Linked DNA regions of Arachis hypogaea: region 2 is linked to region 1. A link is a contact called in public Hi-C data. All regions are on one chromosome and are shown on one strand. Each heading gives the region's core, a stretch centred on a gene start, on an enhancer-like site or on the middle of the called end of the contact. The rest is flanking DNA. Distances are from core to core; before and after follow the strand shown. Region 1 holds the start of LOC140179161. Region 2 has its middle 8.7 kb from the start of LOC112748121.

Evidence for each region. Hi-C and Micro-C count contacts between places; a contact is called where the count stands out from the background.
Region 2: a Hi-C map of an unstated tissue shows a contact between it and region 1, with 2.3 times the contacts expected there. The contact joins the enhancer-like site here to the promoter of LOC140179161 in region 1. A contact is called at or near these places in 2 of 8 Hi-C or Micro-C datasets (leaf and an unstated tissue).

The regions. Positions count from the first base shown.
Region 1 is chr15:23,687,717-23,691,993 of arahy.Tifrunner.gnm2.J5K5, reverse strand. It overlaps LOC140179161, which reads left to right and starts at 2,113. Exons shown (of 10, transcript XM_072217815.1): 1 at 2,113-2,308; 2 at 2,629-3,092; 3 at 3,210-3,381; 4 at 3,481-3,548; 5 at 3,735-3,876. The coding sequence starts at 2,113. LOC112749986 (homeobox protein knotted-1-like 6) reads left to right here. Exons shown (of 5, transcript XM_025798455.3): 5 at 288-654. The coding sequence ends at 446.
Region 2 is chr15:24,044,867-24,049,143 of arahy.Tifrunner.gnm2.J5K5, reverse strand. No RefSeq gene overlaps it. Among protein-coding and RNA genes, the nearest start is that of LOC112748121, 8.7 kb to the left of the region's middle. Within about 2 kb of position 2,048, at least 2 of the 3 cell types and tissues checked have open chromatin away from gene starts, as enhancers often do.

The sequences.
Region 1 (4,277 bases), core at 864-3,363:
GAGCTAAAAGTAAGACGCTAAGCAAGAGAAAAATATAAAGCATGTGTCTCACATGCTTTTAGCTTTCTTACATGAGTTGAGAAATGCCCAACGTTACACAAGAGGATTACTTCAAGGAGCACATCTTGAAAATGTTGTTATGAATTTAGATCGCTTCTAAACATGTTTTGGCTAAATCATCTAACGGTTTACAATATCATCTTTATTAGTGTTAATAGAAATAGTCACCTAAACACAAACACAACAAAATGAGTCATTGAAACATTAGCTATTGTTCATGCTTCCAGGAAGCTGACAAGATTGAACTGGCTAAGTCAACAGGGCTAGATCAGAAGCAAATTAACAATTGGTTTATTAATCAAAGAAAGCGTCACTGGAAGCCATCTGAGAATATGCAATTTTCTATGATGGAAAATCTTGGTGGCCGATTCCTTCCAGATGAATGATTATTGTATACATTATTCCCGGCCCCTCTAATATTTGTATATCCTGATTAATTAATTACTGCTTATAATTTTCTCTTGTAAATTCCGAAATTAAATTAAAGCAGGTTACCGACTGTAAAAATGCTTAATTACTCCCAGAAAGAGAATGGGAAGTGATCATATTAATGATAATTTGCGTCTCTTATATATAATATATATTTATGAGGAATGTTAGGAGTCAATATAGAAAGTTAGATAGTATTGACTTAAATACATGGAAAGAAAAATTGATGATCTAATATTCGAAAAGTAGTTGTCTACATTGTGAATGAATGCATGCTTATTTGCTTATTTTGGTTCATTATCATACGTACTTCACTTGCTGTTGCTGCATCATTGCATAGGCATTTTACATCCTTAATTCAAATCAAACTTTTTTACTCCCAAAGTTACTCAATAACTTCTAGTGGCTTCATTTTGGCCTTATGGGTGCTAGTTGGTGATATTATCAGCCTCAGATTTTAAACGGTTAAAAAACAAAAAAACTGTAAAGGATTATTTTAGTCTATGTTTAGGTTAGGTTTTAATTTGTCTTTAACACTTTTAATTGTTTTATTTGTATTTAAAATATTTTATTTTGTCTTATTTTAAATTTTTTAATTAAAATCAAAATTTTTTCTTCAAAAAGTACTCTTCTATCTCTGCCGGTATAAGTTGCATTGCCATTTCTAATCCTTTTTCATCCCGTCATTTTTCCGTTCACAAAAAGATATGGGTAGCGTAAGTTCACGTATTTTCAAGATAGTTAATTACATGAGAATGATCTTAACACACACACACACACATATATATATATTCGAAGCTCATTAGCATTAGTCAAGGAGACTTCTCAATAAACATTAAACAACATCATCAAAAGAAATAGCCCATTATTTTAGATAATTATATAATTATGAGTAATTTGTTTCCCATCCTAGCTACTATTATGAGAGTTCAATTCTGAGTAGCAATTGCGTCCGAGTCTCTAATAAGCTCCTTGAAGCGCAAACCTAAGTTTAGAATCAATGTCATCGTGAGGCCCATTGCTTCAGCGAATCTATTTTGTCATAGCTGCAAATATATTCCTTTCTCCATCTCTAAATACGGCCCTAAAACTCCAGTAAGGGCCCATTCCAATTCTTGGTTTCTAGATCAATTAAATCTTTCACGTATGAAATTCTCTTAATTTAAAAAAAAAAAAAAGAGCCGTTGTCTGATTCCTCTTCAAATGGAGTGATTAGTTCCAATTTAAAAGAGGCTGATGAAGATGTAAATTAGTTAATTTTATTATTTTGGCATATTTTATTTTGACAAGTTGTAACTAATAGTTACTTGTGTTATTTGTAGAAGTGATAAGCTGACTCAGCATCAGTTAGATAGTCTTTTAGCATTGCTAACTAAGTTAATTAGCTATTAGTGAGAGATATATATAGATATAGCTAGAATTATTGTATAGTTACTTTTTCTTCTAATTTTCTGTAAAATGAGAATTGCATTTTCTCACCTGTACTCTCTATACTCCCATCACATATTCCTTTCTCAATTCTGATCTTGAGCACAGTTTTCACATAGTGCGGTGAGCATAGAAGATCTAGAATCTGACGAGAGGTGAAGAACAGTTGCATATTAGAATTGTAATTCTGCTTTAATGGCAGACGTCTCTGTTTCAGACATAGAAGGGAATCGCGATCAAAACTTAGATCTAACCACAGCGGAGCTTCGAAGCTTAGCGAGATTGCTATCGAAGCTTTCTGACTCTAAGTTTCTAGATTTGAACTCAAATGGAGCCAGTTCAAGTGCAAGTGCTTTGGCAGATCCGTCGAGCGTTTACTACCTCCATCCAGGTGAGAATCCTGGAGTTTCTATAGTGTCAGTCGTGTTGAATACCTATAATTACAACTCCTGGTCTAGATCTATGAAAAGAGCTTTGAGATCGAAGAATAAAATCGGATTTATTTACGGCACACTTGCTAAACCAATTAAGAACCATCCTGAATTTGTGGCGTGGGATAAGTGTAACACGTACGTAGTGTCATGGATTAATTTGTCACTAAGCAGTGACATAGCTCAGAGCGTAGCTTGCATAAGAGTGCGGCAGATCTATGGCAAGATTTGGAGCATCGATATTACCATGGAGACTTGTTTCGAATTGTGGAATTACAAGAATTATATGCTATGAAGCAGGGGAACTTGAATATTGCAGAATATTACACAAAAATGAAGGTAGTTTGGGAAGACATTGAGAGTTTCAAACCAGTTCCAGTGTGTGTTAGCTGTGATGTGAATTGTGAATGTGGACTTAAAGTAGTTAGGAGTTACCGAAAAAGAAACTATGCGGTTCGATTTTTGTGTGGACTGAATGAGCAATTTAGTGACGTCCGATCACAGATCATGCTGATGAAGCCGTTTTTCGCTGTGAATGAAATGTTCCCTTTGCTTACTCAACAAGAGAGACAAATCCATGGGATGGATACTGAGATTAGGAGCTTCGCACTCTTGCCAATTCCACTCACAATTGCAATGATAATAGCGTCCCTAGAGGGAGAAGACAAGGAATGTGGGATGGAAGAGGTGGACGAAGTGGAAGAAATTCACCTAAGAGCTACTCATACTGTCACAACTCACAAGGCAGGACACTAGGTGGATACATGCTATCACAAGCATGGATTTTCGCAACACCTCCAGAGGCAAAAGTAGCCAAGGGAAGTGAACAATTTGACAGCAGCTAATCACATTGCTACTAAGGTAAATAATGACAGTGGCGGTGGTTTGAAGCAGGACAAAGAGAAAGATGATCCACTATTGTCCAATCAGAGTTTGAGAGATGCACTAGTTGCCTTTCTTCGACAGGAATGTACACAAGCTTGCCATGGAGAGAGCATGAGAGAAACCTGCAACTCTAACGCTGGACAGGGAGGTACAACTTTAGTTGCTAAAATATTATGCATGAGCTCACATATTACACATCTATTATTGGTAAACACTTTTTTCTCAAATTCTTGGGTGCTTGACACAGGAGCAACTGATCATGTGTCACACTCACTGCATTTTTTTACAACTTTTAGGCATATTAGGCCGATTTTGGTAAAATTGCCAAATGGCTCTTAAGCAACCTCAAATATTCGTAGAACTGTGGTATTTTCAGACAAACTATATCTCACTAATATGTTGTACATACCCAGTTTCAATTTCAACTTACTCTCTATATCTCAGCTTACAAAAGACTTGCATTGTAAATGTGTTTTTACTGATAATGGTGGTGAAATACAGAGTCAGACCTCCTTGAAGAAGATTGGCACAGCTAGAGCATGTAAAGTGTTGTACATGTTAGCTACACCAGCTAATTTGCATGCATCATTAGCATTAGTTCCTTCTACATCTACGGACAGCATCATACATCAGCCAAAGGAGAGTAATAACAACAGAAAAATAGCTTTTAGTTCGAATATCGGGACAGCAGATTTGGTATCACAGCGTCAATTTTCTATTACTAGTTTGTGGCATAATAGACTAGGTCACTTACCACATAGTGCATTTAAAAGTGTTAGGAAGATTTATCCTTGTGTAAAATTTAATAGGCTTGAATATAATAGACCTTGTGATTCTTGCCACTTGGCTAAACAAAAGCGGTTACCTTTTCCTCTTAGTGAGTCAAGAAGTGCACGTAGTTTTGATTTGATACATGTAGACATTTGGGCCTAATTCAGTTGTTCAATGCAAGGATTCAAGTATTTTTTAATAATAATAGATGACAAAACAAGATTTGTGTGGATTTACTTTATGAAGTTGAAATCTGAAGCAGGTTCTTTAATG
Region 2 (4,277 bases), core at 799-3,298, 360 kb before region 1:
GCATATTAAATTTTTTTCTATAAATAGTTAAATACTTTTAATATTTTACTGGTTTTAGAATCTCATTCTTTTCATACTCTTCTTACCACCTACCATCACATGACATTTAACTGTAACTTAACCATAAATAGATGAGATTTTTGGACCTCTTCTTCTCATTTTAACATACACATACTGTTGACATGCACATCTACATCTACCACTCTAAGTTCCGCTTAGGCTAGTTTCTTAACAAAGAACAAAACATGCTGATTAAGAAACACATTCTAATTAACCCCAAATTACACCGTAACTACAGTTCATATTAGTTTCACCTTCTTGAAAGATTTGGCTAGTTTACACATATATCATTAAAAAAAAATGAAAAACAAGTTAAGCCAACTAATTAAAAAAAGACATTATTGTACACATAGTTGTTGTATACATGAAAGGTATCTATGTTTCAATAAAATTGTCATCAAAATAACTCTCACACCAAACTATAATAAAAATATCATCAAAGTCATAAGTTCGATAATCATGAAATTATGAAGGCATATAACTAATAAAAATATTAAATGTATCTTAATTCATAAGCACCACACTCTAATTAACTAAGTTATAAATTTAAAGTGTTTTAACATAGTATAAATTACTTTTTGTATCAAACATTTAGATGTTAAATTTATCTACAATAATAACAATAGCAAGCAAGCACTATTATAACAGAGTGCTAATACTTTAACCACCATTGATCACATTACTTTTATTATTTCTACCAAAATAATATATGCACTGTTAGATTATCTATTACATCGTTTGTCAGCATATTTTAATTGCACAAATGGACAAGTATTTATTTATTTAGCTTATTAGCTTGTTAGATATTTAGCTGTAATTATCTTTTTATTAAGTTTATAGATAGTTGTAGTACAGATAAAACAACTTGAGATTTACCTGTTGAAAATGTTTTATCAAAAGAAGCATCTTATAAAATTAAATGTTGGATTAAAATTTCGATATACTACTAGATCATCCAACATCCATAGATATACATTTGTAATAATGAATTATCCTTTTCTATATTTGTTAGTGTCTTTTTTCTATACAAGATTTTATAAAAAAAAAAAAACAATATATATGATATGTGATTGCAATTCACCCGTTGGATTTATTAAAATACTTTCAATGTTTCTGCTACTAAGACTTAGAGTATCGTGTGTTTAGTTTTTACAACTATATGTGTTATATATACACATAAAAAAATTAATTATTTATATAAAATATATATTAAAATAAACTGTGCACATTAAAAATATAAAAAATAGCACATATTATACAAAAAGAATTTAGATCCTCTAAATTTTAAATTTTCACTTTAGAAGGTAAAGTATAATCTCTCATCTTTGAATAACTTTTCTCTCATATTTTCTCTTGATCCCACCTATAAAATAAATGGTAAAAGATCACACTTTACTCTCTAAAATAAAATTCAAACTTTAAAAAATCTAAATCCACACATAAATATGTAATATTTTATGTGTCCATTTGTTATTACACAAATAGTATAAATTATAATTTCAAGAGAATTAAATATATTAACTCTTGCTATTTCAATAAAATTTTTTATTTGTTATTTTTAACGAATTAATGTTTTTAGAATATTTAAGATAATTTGTTACTTATACTTGCCCATCTTTTTTCCTCTTTCACATGAAATCATAATGCATAATCATTGAAATTTGTAGATTATAAATTATTAATATTAAATAACTTTTTTTTTTCTTTTTTGGACATACACACTCACACACACATCTTCACTCACACACACTAAATCCAATTATTATTGGGAGTGGAAATGGATCCTAAGTGTGACTTAATATGAGCCAAACTGATTTGCCACTCACACAATACCTCCAGCCACAACTAGTGGTGCTTTGATTTATTTTTTTTTCTCTATTTTTTTTTCGGGATCTGAAGAATGAACTTAGTGTTTTAGATTACTTTTTTCTTGTCTGGACTGAGAAATTTCAAGTGTTTAATATAATTTTTAAAAAAGAAACGCACCTATTTCATTTGGGTTGTAGTGATTAGTTAGTGGCCCAATATTCAGAACGAGTTCCTACACTGCATTCTCCTATCATTCACATCAGTTTCCCTTCAATAAAAAATAAAAGAGATAAATTAAAATTAAATAGAAAGGAATTTCTCTACTTACTATCCAGTTTCTTTACTTCATTTATTACAAAACCAAAAAGATCTTTTTCATTTCCCTAATTTTCACTGCCTACAATAGTTTAGGAAGTACTTATACCCTCTGTATTAAATTAAAGAAAAAAACATAACCCTACTAACATAAAATCTAATGTACTTGTTAAATATTCTAATAGTTTAAAATATAAATTGATAAATTACTAAATTGTACTTGGATTGATTTACTTTTATTACAATAAAATTAGAAAGCACTTTTCCTCAAGTGACAAATCCCAAACTTTCACCAACAGTCAATACTAGTCATATTGGCTTGTCTTGCAAATTATTGAAGTGTTTATTAGTCCTTTGAAGTACGTGACATTTTTCACCTCTTTCAAAATGATTCGTCCTTGAATGTTGTGGTAGAGAAGATAGTATATAGAAAAGAAAAATACAAAAAAGAAAAGAAGACAATTTGTATAAACAAGTGACACCAAATATGTCTTCATCGTTATTGCTTATTCCTTGCAAACACACCTCTTTCAGTTTGCTCTTTTGATGACATATATTTGGGGCATCCATATCATTTACTATCAAATCCATAACAATCATCTCTATCTGTTTGGATATTAGGATGAAAATGTTCAACAGAAATTTGAAAAAGGGGTTTGTTATCAATAAGTACCTCAAAGTAATATTCATTGGTGACTTGAAGATAGACAAAATCTATGTTGTTCTCACTCTTCGAAGTTTGTATATTCATGCTTTTTTTTTTGTCACAAGACAAATTCTTTTATTTTTTTTCACTTAGCATAAGGCATTTATATTTATCAAGGATAAAAGTGAAATTAACTAAGTGTAAGGGTAGTTAATCTGTTATTCTGTTTTAGTTAATTTGTTATGTGGTTAGTTATTAGTCAATTAACTTTTCTTGTATAGTTTCCTTCCCTGTGACTGCCATATATAGTAGTTAGCTGCTGGGAACTTGTACAACACTTTTATACACTAGTTCCTGTATTACTCATTAGTTTTCTTCTCTGGTTTCTCTGTCTTTTCTTTCTTTCTTTCTTTTCTTTTCTTGCACACTAAGCAACACCTCAAGAATTCTTTTATGGTATCTAGAGCCAGGTTTTTTTTCTAATCCATGGCTTTACCTTCTAATGATTCTGCTATCTTAGCAAACATTGATCCAAATTCTAACAATTCAATCATCAACTTGATTCTTCCTCAACTCTATAACCAAAGGCCTTTCAATCTAATTCAAGACAAATTAGGTGAAAAGAATTACAAAACTTGACAGCAACAGGCCTTTGCAGCAATTCGAAGCTAAGCTTTGGAGGATCATTTATACAAAGACGAAATTCCTAAGATGTATGATAATCAAGAAAATCAAGCTGATATATTTAATCTTTTCAATACAAGCAGTGGATTCAAGATGATCGGAATCTCATTTCATGGCTATTGGCCTCGATTGATTTAGTTTTCAAACCCAAAATGGTTGGCTGCGAGTTTAGCTATTAAATTTGGGACAAAATTGAATCATATTTTGCTACATCTACTAAGTTCAGAATCAAACAGTTCAAGGCTCAACTCAAACTCACCAAGAAACAAGGTCTTTCTGACACTGAATATATCTCTAAAATAAAAGGTTTTGCAAATTCTTTAGCTGCATTAGGCAAACCTCTCAAATCTAAAAAACAAGTTCAAGTAATTTTTGAAGGCCTCAATGAAGGTTATCAAATGATTATCACTACTATTAGCTCTAAGCAAAAAATGTTCTCTCTTTGTGAAGTAGAAACCATGTTGCTCACTCATGATGAGATGTTGAAAAAATTTCGAAAACCCAATAATCTTATGGTACAAGTCAATTTTTCTTAGATTTCTTTTCCTTCCATTCCATCTCATATGCGTGGTAATGGTGGTATAAGAGGTAGAGGAGGTGAGGCAAATTTGAAAGAGAGGCATGTCATATTTTGGTAATTCTAGAACACAATGTCAAGTTTGTGGAAAATTTGGTCACATAGCTTGGCATTGTTTTTATTGTTTTAATCAAGAAATTCCTCCTCCTTCTCAAAATCAGAATACAATTCATCTAATTCTTCATC